Regions from separate parts of the Xenopus tropicalis genome. Here region 2 is linked to region 1. The links are chromatin contacts, called in public Hi-C maps. All regions are on one chromosome and are shown on one strand. Each heading gives the region's core, a stretch centred on a gene start, on an enhancer-like site or on the middle of the called end of the contact. The rest is flanking DNA. Distances are from core to core; before and after follow the strand shown.

Region 1 (7,677 bases), core at 3,461-5,960:
CTTCAACTGAGTTTAAAGAAGTTTTTATCCCCTTACCATCTTATGAGTTGGTATAATAACCAACAGTTTTGGGATGGGATATCTTGACTGCATATATGTGGCTGATTATGATTAGCTCTCAGGATGTAACTAGAAATCAACGGACACCAAAACAAACCTTAATGTGCCCTACCCACACGTAGCCGGGCAGGGGAATATGATCACTGCACATAAGTAAAGCACATTGTACTCACAGGCCCCTTAGCAGCCTCATGGTGAGATCTGAATTGTTACACCCTTGGTTGACCCTGCCTTGCCCCATTTGCCATTTATCCAGGTATAGCTATCACTTGAAGTTTTACTCCCACCAGCCCCTCTAATTTAGCTTTAATCTCTTTACAAAGCTATTAATTGAAATAAAAATATATATACATACATACATACATATATTTATCTATTTGTATCTCCCCCACTGAGTTTTTAGGGATTTTTGGGCTTGCCAAGTTATCTGTCCTTTAGAAGAGTTAAATCTCAGTGTTTCAAGCAGCATAAGGGACCTCTGGTACCCTAAGCAAAGTCCCCTTTGTGCTCCAAGCTCCAGCAAAACAGAGCTTTAATAATCTGGTTATTTTCTAGCCAGAGTTAGGACAGAGATTTAGCAGGTTCGTTAAGGTAAGTAGTGCCTCCATTCTCATGCTTTGGTGAGATACGGCTTGGGGGCAGAAGGGTGCTGCCATATGGGGAGCCAGCACTTCCAGTAGAGGGTGGGCGGATCTCGCCAGCCCCAAGGTCTCTTTCTGCTGCTCGCAAACCTGGGTGCTGCAGGGGAAAGGCCACTGGAAAGCTGGCCATGTATAGGACCCGTCCGATTCTCTTGGCGACCTGAAAATGAATATGAGACAGCACATGTAAGGATAGGCTCAATCTTTTTCTTATCTACATATATGAGAATGTCACTTATTGTCTGGACAAAACATTTTCTTTATTGACATCTCTGTAAATTGCTTGCCCTGTTGGCACCTGCAGGAACTTGCCATCTCATCTTCTTTCCTCCAAAGTCAACCCCAACGCAACTCTGGGCAGGATGAAAGTATCTACTGGGATCTGGGGGGAGCACTAGTTTAAAGATAGAGTCTGCAAAGGTTTTTTTTTCTCTCCAAAGATTCATATCTATTCGCAATCTACTGGGGTTCTACTTATTATATGATGTACAACTGATGCAAGAGTGCTTTGCAGGGAATACAGGACTGCAACACTGACAATGAAATGCATTTGATTTGCCACATTATTTATTTAAAAGATTGGGAACATTAATGAAAAATACATTTGGAAACAGGAAAATTAATTTAATCAAGCTGTAATTTTTGGGTCTACTTCTCCTTTAAGGCATTTGACTTGCAAAAGTCTTTGCAGCCTCGGTGTTATGGGTGGGTTTCTGATGTTTATGGGTTGACGCTGTACCAGGAAGAACATGTGCTTGGACAAGATGAAATGCAGATCTCTGGCACAAGCAGTTAAACTGATTCAAAGGTTGCTACCGCTAGTTCTCATTAACCCATTCACTGGGTGAGAGAGAGGATTAGGGTTTTCTAAAAAGAATTTGTATAAAGTCAGCCTGCACTGACAATATAACCCAAAAATGGGCAGGGAAGAACCTTTTTGCTGTGATCCAGCTGCCACTTTGGGAAGTGATTCCATTAAAGAGTTGAATGAGTTGGCTTTATACTGGCTGTTTGGCACCAGCGCAATATATCTACTAGGCTATTAACCCACACTACATGAACTTTAGCCCACACTAATGTGTATTAAAGGACAGGACCAGTGTGAAGGCCTTGCAGCATAGATTTCTGCACGCACACCCTACAATTTGATTCCCCTCCCCCAATGCAATAACGTGGCCTTGGAGAGTAAACCTGCTATCCTGCCCCCTCCTCGCTCTGCTCAAACCGCAGCACATTTCTAACGAATTGATCCAGGGGGAACAATTGGCCAAAGAACCTTTTTATTACACCCGTCATAAACAGCCAGGGCTGTAGAGAAAGCCATAAACTGCAGTTACCACTTTATTATAAGGCCTGCAGGCCATAGCACAATCCTATTAGGTTCTGTTAGCGTGCAAGTGTGTCATAGAATCTAAAGCCACAGACTGTGAGCAAGCAAAACCCAGCATTGCACAAAATAGCTCACAGGCTAAATATTCTTCCATTTCTTTTTGTGGAAGTTTTGCAAGCAACATATTATTTAAAAACCAATACAGACAATACATACACAATATATGTATATATATTGGTCCTCCAGTCATAACAAACATTTGCTCTAAAGCATTCTACTTGTATAGGTGTTATTGAAATGTTTGTACCTGTGCTCGGATCTTTAATGCAGGGCCCAATTTTAGTCCCATGTTGTTCAATAAGTGTTCTTCAGTCAGCAAAGGCAGTGTTTCACCATCTATACTGTGCTCCCGGAATACCTGCAAAGAGACAGGGTTTCACTTGTAAAACGGATCATTAGAACTATCATTAACTCAAATATAAGCTCCAATTCTGGTCTATAACAATGTGTTTTGTTAATCAGCACAGCTCATGTTTCTGGTACAGGGTCTGGCACAAACTAAAGGTGCAGAGTGGCACTGCACGGGCAGATTTTAGCTGCCAATTTGCCCCTTTAGTCTGAGTCTGCATCTTATCTGCCTGTATCTGGAGCACTCAGGCTGGCCTACCCGACTAATATCTGGCAGGTTTAAAGATCCCAAGAATGAGGACTGTATTGGCTTGGTGATATGGTCCTCGTTCCAATGGCTGCATCCACATCTCAAGGTGGGCATATTGGAGAGTTCACCAAACAAGCAGATCTTTTACTGTATGGCCAGCTTAATAGTCCACAATATCTTCATTTTAATTTTCCCTTGGTCTAATGAGAAGTGAGAGTCTATATTTTGTATGCTTTGCTTTCTTTCTCCATAGTTTCTCTGAATCTGTTACTTGGAGAGTACTTGAAGTCCATCTTTAAATAAACTTTTATTGTGTTATAGATGGACCGATGCTAAGCAATAATAAAAAAAAACAAATTGCTAATTGTTATAGAATATCACTGATCACGTCATACAAGGTGGCCACCACCCATCCTTATGCCCTCTGATTGTGTTAGCAAGTAACATTTACTGGGAAACTTTTAAAAAGCAGTATTCTGATATGGGCATGCACTTTGCATCCATTACTGTATTTACTTAATATTGCATCTTGCTGTATAGAAATATATAATAAAACTGGATAAACACCAATTGCAATTCAGTCAATTAAAGGTTAGCCCAAATATCTGTTGTGCATCTCTCAGGATTGTACCAAAAATTATGATACTGGCCATGCCAATGGGCACATTTTCTTTTGTCTGAATGCTCAGCATTCTTGTTGTTTCATATTAACTATCAAATGAACTGCTTGTGCCAATAACCTAGTAAGTACCCATGCAGAGTCCCATGCAGCTCTGACAAATATAGCCATGAATGTACTCATGCACAGAAATGATTTGTATGTGCCCTTGTGCTTTGGCTCTTGGGGTAAACAACTGGGCCAAATGTTACCATAATCATTCATTAAACAAACCCCCAGTACAGAAGACAGCAGCAGAAGGCACACTGTGGTTGACTAAAAGCAAAAAGACTCGAAGGCACAGTGTTTGGCAGTGCTGTGTTTATGAGGGGCGGATTGAGTGAGACACACAGGCACACGCCCTACCCACATCATAAGTTGCAAGTCAATAAGTTGCTCTTGCACCCCTTAATGCTTTTGCACTAAGGAGTACTAAATGCCTCACACACACGCACAAGGATGCTTAATACCATATATGTAGGGCATTACTTAGTACCATCATACCATTAACAGTGCAAAAGGACACTGTAAAAACATTGTTTTTAAATAATGTAAATTCTACATTATAACCTTACAAAGAAGTAACATTTGTTTAGCCATAGTTCTCATTTAATATTTTTCTTATTTTGCTTAGAGCTTGCGCTCAGATGCATTGTCACATGGTGTCCTACATGGCACCTCAGGTGTCAAGTGGCCCAGTTCATCTCTGTTGGCCTGTGCCCATTGGGAGGGAGACCAACACTAAATAAAACCATTAGATCTAGACCTGATATTAACCACATTAAATACAGCTTATGATACACACAAACACATCTATGTGAATGAAATGTGCAATTAAAAGCATGGGAGCTCTTTCCACTGTAAATCGCCCAGAGAGTCTGCAACACCAGTCTACAGCCCTTTTGCTGCGGGTCTCCATGTAAAAATTCTGGCCAGGCCTCCTTTACGGTCCAGTCATTTGGACGGATTACAGAGCAGCACGTTGAATGCACAGAAAAGACGGAAGCTATATGCTTAACCAGACTGTTAGATTGGAACTGTATAACTACGCAGACCATGTCTTCATACATTGGCCATCAAACAGCACATATATTCAAACATGCTTTCTGACACCACAGCGCTACCCTTGTCTCTTCACACTCCCCTTCACAGTTCCCTCCCTGGCTTACCTCCCAAAATACTTCTCTCCCCTCATCAGTTTCCATAGAATTCCTCCATTTTACCCACACTTTACCAACCCCCTTCTAGCTTTTCTCCTTCCTTTCTTCAAGGCATTTCCATGCCTGTGTAGCACACACAGCCTCCTGTGCTTGTTCCCATCTGCGGGGAGGGGAAGTGTGGCGGTGCAGGTGGTTTTAATGAAGCGTGTCACGAGGGGATTAGCACAGGGGAAAAGGAAAAACAGCCACAGACTCTTCTCTCCCACTGTGGCACAGACCCGAAGCAGAAATGAGGGGAGGGATAGAAAGACAGTGAAAGGACATTCTCTAGCCTCTAATGAGCGACTTCTAGCTACCTTATCCTAATGAGGAACAAAATAGGCAGCGCAATAAAGAGAAAATTGAGTGGTGTGCGGCCAGGAAGAAGAGTAACATGAAGGGAATTTAAATAAAAATATATAATGAGACAGCAAAGCAACCATGTGGAGTGAGGGCAGAATGATGGGGATGGAAAGGGGTTGAGATATATATATATATATATATATATATATATATATATTTAAGATGAGAAAATGGCTGGATAGAAGAAATGGATGATTACCTGTGTGTATTCAGCGCAGCCAGACAGGCTGCCCACAAAGCTGCACACATCCTCTACTGTCCATTTGCTGAGGTCCTCCAGCACAACACTTTCTTCCCCATCCAGGAAGAGCCCCCCCATGGCACCTGAGATGAGCAGATAAATGAGGAGGTGAAGAGAACAGAGAGACAAGGGGAGAAAGAGATGAGGAGGTTGTGTGAGGAAACAGGGGAGAGGGAGAAAAGAAGGCATTAATCATTAAAATCCCATAAAGAAAACAAGAAGGCAGCAAGATGAATATATTCTTTAGTCTAACATCCATCTTTAATGACCTGTCAACACCATGCAGGGCACAGACTCCCACAATCCTCCCTTGCTGGATCCCTCTGAACACTGAAAGGGTTGCAAGGCTGTCCCAGCAAACTGTAGCACTGGGACAAACCGGGCACCCCAACATGTAAAAGGTTTCATGTGTGTGTAACTAACCAAGCAGGAAAAGGAGAGGTCAGTGTGGATTCATGGGTTTGACGAGGGAACGATAAATGAATTCAGCTCATTTAATCCATGCACTGCCTGAGGTCAGACCCTGACACTAGCTTTCCAAGGCCAACCTCTCCCTGAAAAGGTAGGTAGCTAGAGTTGGGAACAGCATCCCAATTAGCCACTTCCGCAGCCAATAAGTTGCCACAATGTCTGGCAGAACGGAGACGAAGAAGCAAGAGTTGTCAGTTAGTCTGAGAAGTAGCTCGGAATGGAGGCTGACAATTCCACCTGCAATTAACGTCACTGACACAAATGCATAAGCTCTCCATCTCTATAGACCTCATAATGAGTAAAGCACTTGGAAGCAATATTTTAACCTAAAGACAGGTCAAAGGGCCTTTCACTTCTACCAAACACGTCAAAAGGATTTTGCAGGACCCCAGTAGTGACCAAATCCCCCAATGTTGAGTGGCAGTGCAGATATGTAGGGGTGAAGCAGGCTGCAATGAAAGCCAGCTCCTGCCAGGTTGTGTTAATTGTATTCAGGGTTGAGATCGATATAAAGGATTTCAGCTTCCTGAGCTGTCCCTGGGGTGTGTGAGGAGAGGAGAGGGGAAGCAGTTGCTGGCAGTCCCATATCTCACACACTGGAGGGAAGACAAGGTCAGTCATGGAGAGTTAGAGACAGACAGGATGGAGGCCAGAGCTGGCACTGATAAACAGCTCCCTCCCTCCCTTCCCCTCACCCTCCCAGAGCTCATAGCTATGCAGACACATGGAGCGCAGAGGTCAGGCAGTATTACAGCACGGTGACAGGATGCACAGCTGCGCAGGCTGCCCTAGCCCCAGCTTTAAAGGGCTCCAGGGTCCCTAAAGTCATCCCTGCGCTGGAGGTTTTTATCATTAAGTAACTGGCCTTTAACCCCTTCAAAGAAAGCATGAAATATGCTCCTTCGATCCCTGCTGGAGATGGTCTGTTGTCTCAGGAGAGTGATAGGCCCAGTCTGGTTCCAATGTCCCCTGACAGCCAGAGCCATAGGAGCTGTGCTGCCCAACAGGTTCTGCAAAGGCTCAGAGCTCAATTGGTTTAATTAGTAAAACAGGGAAAAGCAGTTTCCAAAGGGTTGTGCAGTAAGCTCATACCTTGCTGTGCCACAAAATATCTATATTAAGGCAGAGCATAGAGGGCATTTACCCTGGGCTCCACAACACTAGAAAATGCCCTTCGACCATAATATGTTCTTGATAATATTAGACATTATTTTTAGTATACGTAAGGTGGTTGAGAGTATGGCTAAACAAGCAGACCCATGCCAGATTTGGCCACCCATATGCACTGGGGACTACAGAGGCCCACTAGATGGATTGTATCAATGCAGCAATGCACTCCTTGTCCAATGGGATTTTTAAAGCTGTTCGATATCTGCTCTATTGTTGGCCAGGTATAAGTCAGACAGACCTCATAAAGCCAAGAAGCAGCTGACTTGTGTCATCAAAAGTATAGAACCCATCCTGAGCCCACAGAAACAGTATCATCTAAAGGAAATATTCATCATCATCAACAGTTGGAGCTATTTCTGTCTCTTTTTTACAGGGGTGCTGCTGTCATGTGGCAAGTCACCGGTTGCGGGAAAAAAGCTGACCCTGGTAACTTCCAGAGCCAAAATTTCACCTTTTAAAATGGAATTTTAGCTCTGTAGAGAGCACAATTGTACTAGCAATGTGTCCCCCCTTAACCTGCTCCAATGCTCGGAAAGGTAAGTGTTGGACAACTGGAAGGCCACATCAGGATGGCAAAGGCCACTGGACGGCCCCTGTGAGAACTAAACCATTTTTCTGGAACTGTACAGCAATTGTCAATATCAGACTATAACCCTCCCACCAACAGCCAGACTGTAGGGAGACCAGAGAGTTGTAGTTCAATGAATGCATATTGCAGGGCTGACTACATTTAAATTACATTGCAATCAGTACAGTTCATTTGAATTTCCAAATCTGGTAACCCTAAACTATGGGCCTGCAAAGATTGGTGTGTTTCTCAGCTTGTGTTAAATTGATGTGTTTGGCACCAAGAGCTTTTTCATAACAGATATACAGTTTTCAGACC
Region 2 (7,677 bases), core at 1,620-4,119, 42 kb after region 1:
TGGGTTAAATGCTGGAAAGGCCAAGGCAGTACTGGAGTAGGTGAGTAATTAAAAAGCAGACAGAACTTAAAAGGTCTTTTCTTACCCCAAACACAAAACTCTATAGCAATGCTGACAGCATGATACCCAGTGTTCTGAGTCTCAATAGAATAATGGACAATGAAGATGATGCACAGGAATGAAACAAAGGAATAAGAAGAACTTGTTTGGATGAAGGGAAAGTTGTAGAGCCAGAGATAGGGAGAGTTTGGATTCAGTTACCCACCTGAAGAGGGCTTCAAAGGCACAGTAAGGCAGAGAGAAGGCGAGAAGTCTTGCCTTTGTAAAGTCAGTTTGCAGGAGCAGCACCTTGAAAGCCTGCAAACCTCAGGGATCTAGCCACAAAGCCTTAATAAGCCCTCACTCAGACAGGTCTGCTGTCAGCACCAATCCTAACCCATCCCATTAGAAGGGCAGGGGCTGCCAGCTCTCGGGCTCCCAGTTCTTTCCATCACTTCCCATCTACAGCTGTACATACTCCAACATCTTAATCACAAATTACTTCAGCATAGCGGCACCCTGTCTTCCATGCATTAAACTCTTTATATTGTTAAAATGCCTTCATTTGTTATTTAAACTGATATAAGAACAACACCAGAACAGCAATCAATGTGCAAGTCTTTTTATCAGACCAGGTGCAGTTAAAATAATTGAAACAAACACCTGATTGGTTGCTAACGTCCATATTTGCCCCATGTTAGTAAACAGCCTCTCACTCAAATTGTCACTAATTTTTTATGGCCATGTCCCACTACACAAACAGCTATGGTCACAACATAGCCTTCATGTTTCTGTGAGCCGCATAGAGGAAACCCCAGAGGGCAAATCCTGGGTAGCTCAAGACAGCTGCGGGGACAGGAGTTTGACATCTCTGCCACAGAGCTTTTGTACTGTCTTATTTTCTTTTATCAGGTCCCTTGATTTTTTGCTCCCTTTCATGCTCTGTCTACCCCCTCTATGCTGGTTCTCTGAGGGAGCAAAGTTTTTAAGCCTGTGATACATGAACAGAATTTAACGAATCCAAATTTTAATTCACCCCAGCCCAGTTGTGATGTGGATAACTTATTGAGTGGAACTACTCATGCAAACAACCTTTTTAAGCACAGACTATTGCAAAGAGCTACCAATCTAGTTTGCACATGACAGGAGACAAGCTAAAAGTTTCTGCGCTTTATAGCAAAACATTTGTAGGGTCCCCACCCAACCAAACCTTGGTATTCATGCTAGATTGTAAGATCCACGGGGACAGAGAGTGTTGTGTAATGTCAGTGCTATATAAAAATTATTATTTTTTTTTTTTTAGCTTGTGCTTAAGTAACGACCTGAGTGTCCTCACTACTTCTGTGACCCTCACCATTCACTGGATCAGCTGCCTCTCACATTATGCTTCTTTCTGAAACTTATCAGCTCTTATCAGCTGGTGTTTAAATCTAATAAATTCCTATACTTGTCCCATTATGTAGCACTGCAGATGGAATATTTCAGCTTCTATTAAAACATAATATTGTTTTTTGCGTAAAGCAAGCCGTATGTGTTAATATGGGCAATGTTTGGTCCAATCCAGTTACCCACAGCCACCATTCAGATGGGTTCCTTATTTAATAATGTTAGACTGATAAAGTCTAATTGGTTTCTAATTGGTTGTTAGGGATTATAACTGGCGACACCTATACATATTACTACATTTTCCTTTATATAAATATGTTCCAGATTAGAAACAAACTCTCTAAGCAATGAACTGTCCAACTATTCCAAATAAAGAACTCTGCCAATTGTTTTATCTTCTGAGCTAATCAGCACCACAAAGGACCTGGTACTTGTTCAGAGCTGGTACCCTACTCTCAGCATTCCAGGCTTCCTGCATTTGGTGCTTTTGGTTGCCACTTCATGCCAAATTCTAATGAAACAGAACTCTGCCTTTTGTCTTCCAGGTGAAACCAGGATGTCCTGTTCCACTATGAACACTTTCAGTTGGCTGGAACACATCTAGCTGACAGAAAGGGTCATATTTAAAGACAGCTCCCAGAGCAGAAAGGGTAAGTGATTTATAGCACTGAAATATAGAACAGGTCTACATTACAACATTTATTCATAAATGGGAATAATAATTAAATGTTTTTTAATCTGTTTTTTAATCTTATATAGCAATTTATTTTCAGTAAAGCATATAACAGTTCAGTGATCCTTATTTATCTGCATGTTATTAATATCAGTAGCAGCTGCAAAACTGTTTACTCTGCTGAGGTAAAATGAAAGATCACTTATTAACTCCACTGAAACAGTGGCTCTTGTTGCCAAATTTATTCTGGAAAATGGCACAATGCTCCCTTGGCTTTACAAAGCAATAATATTTTCAGACTGTAGTTGTTGTGCTCACTGAGGTGTTGTTGAAGATGCTGTATTTTAAGCACGGTCAGTGGGCCACTGAATTCTGTTCCTTATGTGTGGTAAGGGTTTGGTGCTTTATATCTGTAGGTCTCCTCCTCAGTATTTAGTAACATAAGTGATAAAACTGGAATATAGAACAGTAGCAGCTATGGAGAGCTGTAATCAGTTGCAGGGTTAAAATGTCACAAATGCACACAAAGTGAAACAAAATTAGGGAAACAAAATTGCTGTGTGCCTCACTCTCCCCCTCTTTGGGCAGGGTGAATTAGCTAAAGTGGATGGCCAGGATTGTGCTTGTTTACAGAGATACTTCGAGCCGCTTTAAGAGGCTTCTAAATCTTTGTTTAATGTGCAAACCTGCAGCTTCCTGGCCTGGTTTTGTCAAGAAGCCTGGGCTGCCTCATCCCTTTGTGTGTCCTCTCCAATTAAGATTAAACAGAGCCTTGTGCTCAGCTCATCCCCTCTCTCTCCAGCTAAACCCCTGAGCTTCAGCCAGCACTGCACCTTGAGTCTTATCACATGCTAATCTCATCCTTCCCACAGATAACACCCAGCACACACTTTTCCTTAGGCACCTGTAATCTAAATACACAAGAGGCAGAAATACTCTTTTAGGGGACTTCACAAAACAGGTGTCAGTTTTACTCCAATAAAGTACAAGAAAATCCATTTAAAAAAAAAAATCAAAACAAACTTCCAGATATCATCATCATCATCATCATCATCATATATATATATATATAGAGAGAGAGAGAGAGAGATTTGTACTGTAAAATGTTGATACTTGGATAAGTATACTATTTTTACAAGTAAAATACATGGTCCAATTTTATGGATAGGGCTGATGTGCCCCTTTGCTTTGTCAGCAGCCTTATAACACTTAGATCTGAGACCCACTTACAACTCCTACATACTCACATTTTCAGCTGTTGGTCACTGCTGGGAGTTCTAATTCAACAACAAATGTTGGGTTACAGCTACAGTGTGGGTAACGCTGTTATTAAATGTCACTGTTACCATATTTTCTTATTATGCTTCCTATTCATCACAGTATCACTTCTATCTCTTGCTCTGTGGGTCTAGGCCAGTCACCACCCCAACTGACACCTACTAAAGATAGATCTGGATCACACCTTGTCAGTAGCAGGGGAGGGGCCCAAGCCTTTATGTACTCTGTACAGTTAAACCAGTAGTGGAACTAAAACTCATTTAAATTAATATTTGTTTGCCTTATATTTTGTTATTTCCAGTGTCAATGTTTGCCAAACACACCGTCTTTGAGAATGAAGCCAAAATGTGATATGTCAGCTATGTGGTTACTGGATAGACATTGGCATGGAAATAAATACTCATGTTAAAAATGTATTTCCTGCCTTTATTAAAAAAAAGTGTATATTACATTCAATGCCACCTGCCTGAGTGGAATTTTAATACTCCCCTAGTGGTAGGGTGGTTGGAATTAGAGCATTTCCATTGTTTAAAAGGTTGGTTCACCTTTAAGTTAACTTTTAGCATGTTGTAAGCAACTTTTTAAATGATCATTCGTTATTTTTCACAGTTTTTGAATTATTATTCTTCTAACCATTTGCAGCTTTCAAATGGGGGTCACTGACTCTGGCAGCCAAAAAACTATTCTTCTGTGAGGCTACAGTTTTATTGTTATTGTTACTTTTTATAACTTATTTTCTAATTAAGTCCTCTCCTATTCATATACCAGATTCTTGTTCAAATTAGTCCCTGGTTGCTGAGGTATTTTGGACTTTGGAAACTCCAAACTGGAGAGCTGTTGAACAAAAAGTGATATAACTAAAAAACTACAAAAAATAAAAATAACAACCATTTGCAAATTGTCTCAGAATATTACTCTCTAAATCATACTAAAAGTTAACTCACATCCCCTTTAATGAATTACTGATTTATAACACCTAACAATAAGAAGTATGGTATATAAGTTACAGTAAAGGCTTTCTAAAGGCAGAGTGCTGCTTTAGCTGAACACAGTAGCTAATGAACTAATAATCTCTTGGACATAGGAACATTAATAATTATCAGAATTGCAAGAAAAGTCATAGCAAATAAAACATTCATATTCAACATTCACATTTACTATGTTCCTTTAAAGCATAAACAGAATGTGCTAAGCTGAATTTAGCACAATCATGTCATATGGGTTCACCAACCAGACTATACACCCCCATGACTGCCCCAGCAGCCAAACACTGCTGTGTTGAATGAAGTAGATAGCTCCTCACTGGATCTGGCTCTCTGGCTGAATATATTGAACAGACAGGCCCATGGTAGCTCTGGTCTGGTTGAATAAGTGTCACTACCCAAGGATATCTGGGGTCACCTAGAGAGCAATATGTAGTTACACCACTAAGCTCTATCTAGCTTACAAGTTGAGCACCATCTTATCCATGCTACAAGGTGGTTAGGTTAAACCTTTGCCCTAAACACTTGTGCTTATGGAGCATAAATGTGACAGGCCCAGAAGCTAAAAGAGGACATCACCCTAAACCGGAATTAACTACATCTAGGTATTAGTTACAATGCTCTTATGCTTAATCCTAACTAATGACTATCTTCATAATCTAGCACCTCTAAATTGGAGATTTTGCATACAAGCCCCTCTGTTCTCATCTGTGTAGCTGTAACCCCCTTTCAACATGTACCGGCAATTCTGCAAAGAGAGCCATGTCTATGTTAATTATTGTTGAGTGGTACATGTCAGACTATGTAAATCAGCCACACTCAAAGCAATGTCTTAAAATATGTGTGCAAAGCTGCATATATCTAGCACTGGTCAAGCAGCAATGTTGGAGTTAATTTAAATACATAAAATCAGCCAATGCTCTGTAGAGGTACAGGAAGGGGTTACACATCTCAATCACCCCCAGGCTCTCACGCTGGCTCCGAGACAGATCAATATAGCAATTAGATGTTATCAGCTCTTGCTGCTTTCTCCTGCTTCCCTCTGGCCCTTCTCCCTCCTCCTCCATAAACTCAGAGCTTTCATACCTACGACTTATGATCCTAATGTCACACGGAGATCTGGGTTTAAGACCTCTGTGTGACTTTGTGCAGCAAACCGGAGAAAACCAATATTTCACAAGGAAAAATGAAATGTAACTGAAAGAATGAATATAACACACATACACACACATCCTTGGTTTGAGCTCAACAGAATATTTCCAGCTTCACCTATTCAGTGCTCCAAGTTAGTCGGTCTGCACTGCACAGGGAACAGAACTGAATGGGGCCATTTCCAACCCATGCGCAGTATCCTTATGGTGCATGGTTTCAAGAAAAGCATGCAACTATACCGGACGAGTCAGTTTACACCAGTGGCACCTTTGGTTGCCGCTCTATGATACCATGGCCAAACCATCTCCTATGTGCCACTGATTGCTTCCCTTTGGTGAAAATGGAAGTAGCACTGCATCCCCTGTAGGTGGCATGGCCCACAGGGAGAATAGTTGCCCACAGTTAATCTAGGCTACTGTGGGTGATTAATCTCTCTGAAATGCCTTCCCATCGACAACAGAGTGAATCACCGGTGGAAAGGTATACATGTCGCTCTGTTTTCTAAAATCGCATGAATCTTCCTTTAGGAAAAAAACTTTGTGCAACTTTATAAAATGAAGCAATGTGTAACTGCAACTGTTGATTCACTTTATTGCCAGTGGGAAGGCATTGTGACCAAGATTTAACTATGGGCGACTAATCTCCCTATGGGCCATATCCCTACAGGTGGTTTATGTCCTGAAATTGTTCACTGCTGCATTTTTGGATTATCTCATATGCAGGGTGATGCTGCACTTTTAAATCATGTAAATGAGAAGCAAATAGCAGCAGGTAGCAGGCTTTGATACACTTATCAGCTATCTTATTGCTATGTGCTTTACAGCCATTCAAAAGGAAAATAATATAATGAGAGATTATATGGACGTGATATAGAATTAGTAAGCAGAAACTATTCTGTGTGGGTTTATTTTGTGATTTAATAATAAAAACCATAATTTTTCCCCCATCCCAGCCTTCAGTATGGCAGCTCACATTAGGTTACACACAAATATTTGTGTATTAACCTCTGACAATATGTTCCACCATCAAAATAGGTTCCTATATATATATATACAAAAATATCTAGCCACCCTTTCTAATGAAAATTGCCAGTTTAAGCCACACCCGTTGCTGGCACAGGTGTATAATTAAGCATACAAACATAGGCAAATAAATGGGTTCTCCATGACTTTCAACATGGTTCCATGGTAGCAGCAGGTGTACTGGTGTTAGGGTTGCCACCTAGCTGGTATTTCACTGCAGGGACCTCTTTGTCTTGTTATCCGTTGTATTTTAGTATGCATTCTGTATGCTTAATGTATACACCCATTTATTGTACAGCACTTTGGAGGATGTTGGTGCTTTATAAATAACTGTCTGTAATAATACAGCTTATTACAGATGTAGAGAGTTTGTCTAAGGCAACAGGCAGGGGGAGCTGTGTGAGCATGCACTCTTGCATCCATGAGCCTATGAGATTCCTTTAATGCTCCTCATGGACTTTAGGCTCCTATGAAGGTCAGTTTATTGCCCCCCATAGCAGCTGCTATGGCTACCAGAAGTCTTCAAATTCCACCCTGGAACATGCAAAGGTCAACTACTAGGTAAGCAGTATGGAAAGGTCACCTACAAATTAGCTTTTAGGGTCTGCTGAGGTTAAAATGTTATTACTTATATCCTGTCTGTGGTTGCTAGGGGTCAGAAGAAACTTCCTCCCATCCTTCACAGATGTAACATGCCCATTTGCATCTAATGCAGAGGTTTGCATTTCTGGTATATTGCAAAAAAAATGCAGCTTAAGCAATGATGCTCAAATTGTTAGAAGTAAAAAAAATAAAAACTAGGAAAATTAGCAAATAAGTCCTAGAATCTTTCAGTAAGAGCATCAGATTTAGTTATGAGGCATCCAGGTATAAAAGGCTCATTGGCTAACCTGTAGATGGGAAGGTGAGTTGGTGGCTGTTTCTCTTGTTCTGGTTTTCTGGCATTACGAGCTGGTGGTTCTGATGCAGGCTTGTGATGATGCTGGAAAGTTCGTTTTCACGGCTAAAACAGAGCAAAAACAGGCAACTGTCAGTAGGGAAGCAGGCTGAACCCCCTATCGCAGTAATGGGAGAGGGCTAATGTCACACACAATGTTATATCCGCTGGCAGAGAAAAAGTCAATGCTGTTCTGCAGAAATAAAT

What was found. A called contact is a pair of places that touch in the nucleus more often than the background predicts.
Region 2: a contact with region 1 is called in a Hi-C map of neurula embryo, with 1.6 times the contacts expected there. The contact joins two enhancer-like sites. A contact is called at or near these places in 2 of 5 Hi-C or Micro-C datasets (gastrula embryo and neurula embryo).

What each region holds. Positions count from the first base shown.
Region 1 is chr7:89,060,256-89,067,932 of UCB_Xtro_10.0, forward strand. samd11 (sterile alpha motif domain containing 11) reads right to left here. Exons shown (of 10, transcript NM_001102935.1): 8 at 5,109-5,233; 9 at 2,339-2,449; 10 at 1-861. The coding sequence ends at 622. Among named protein-coding and RNA genes, the nearest start is that of samd11, 34 kb to the right of the region's middle. Within about 2 kb of position 4,711, at least 2 of the 11 cell types and tissues checked have an H3K27ac peak or open chromatin away from gene starts, as enhancers often do. A contact at or near this core is called in neurula embryo, where this site is marked.
Region 2 is chr7:89,103,887-89,111,563 of UCB_Xtro_10.0, forward strand. It overlaps a transcript of samd11 not described here. Among named protein-coding and RNA genes, the nearest start is that of samd11, 9.7 kb to the left of the region's middle. Within about 2 kb of position 2,870, at least 2 of the 11 cell types and tissues checked have an H3K27ac peak or open chromatin away from gene starts, as enhancers often do. A contact at or near this core is called in neurula embryo, where this site is marked.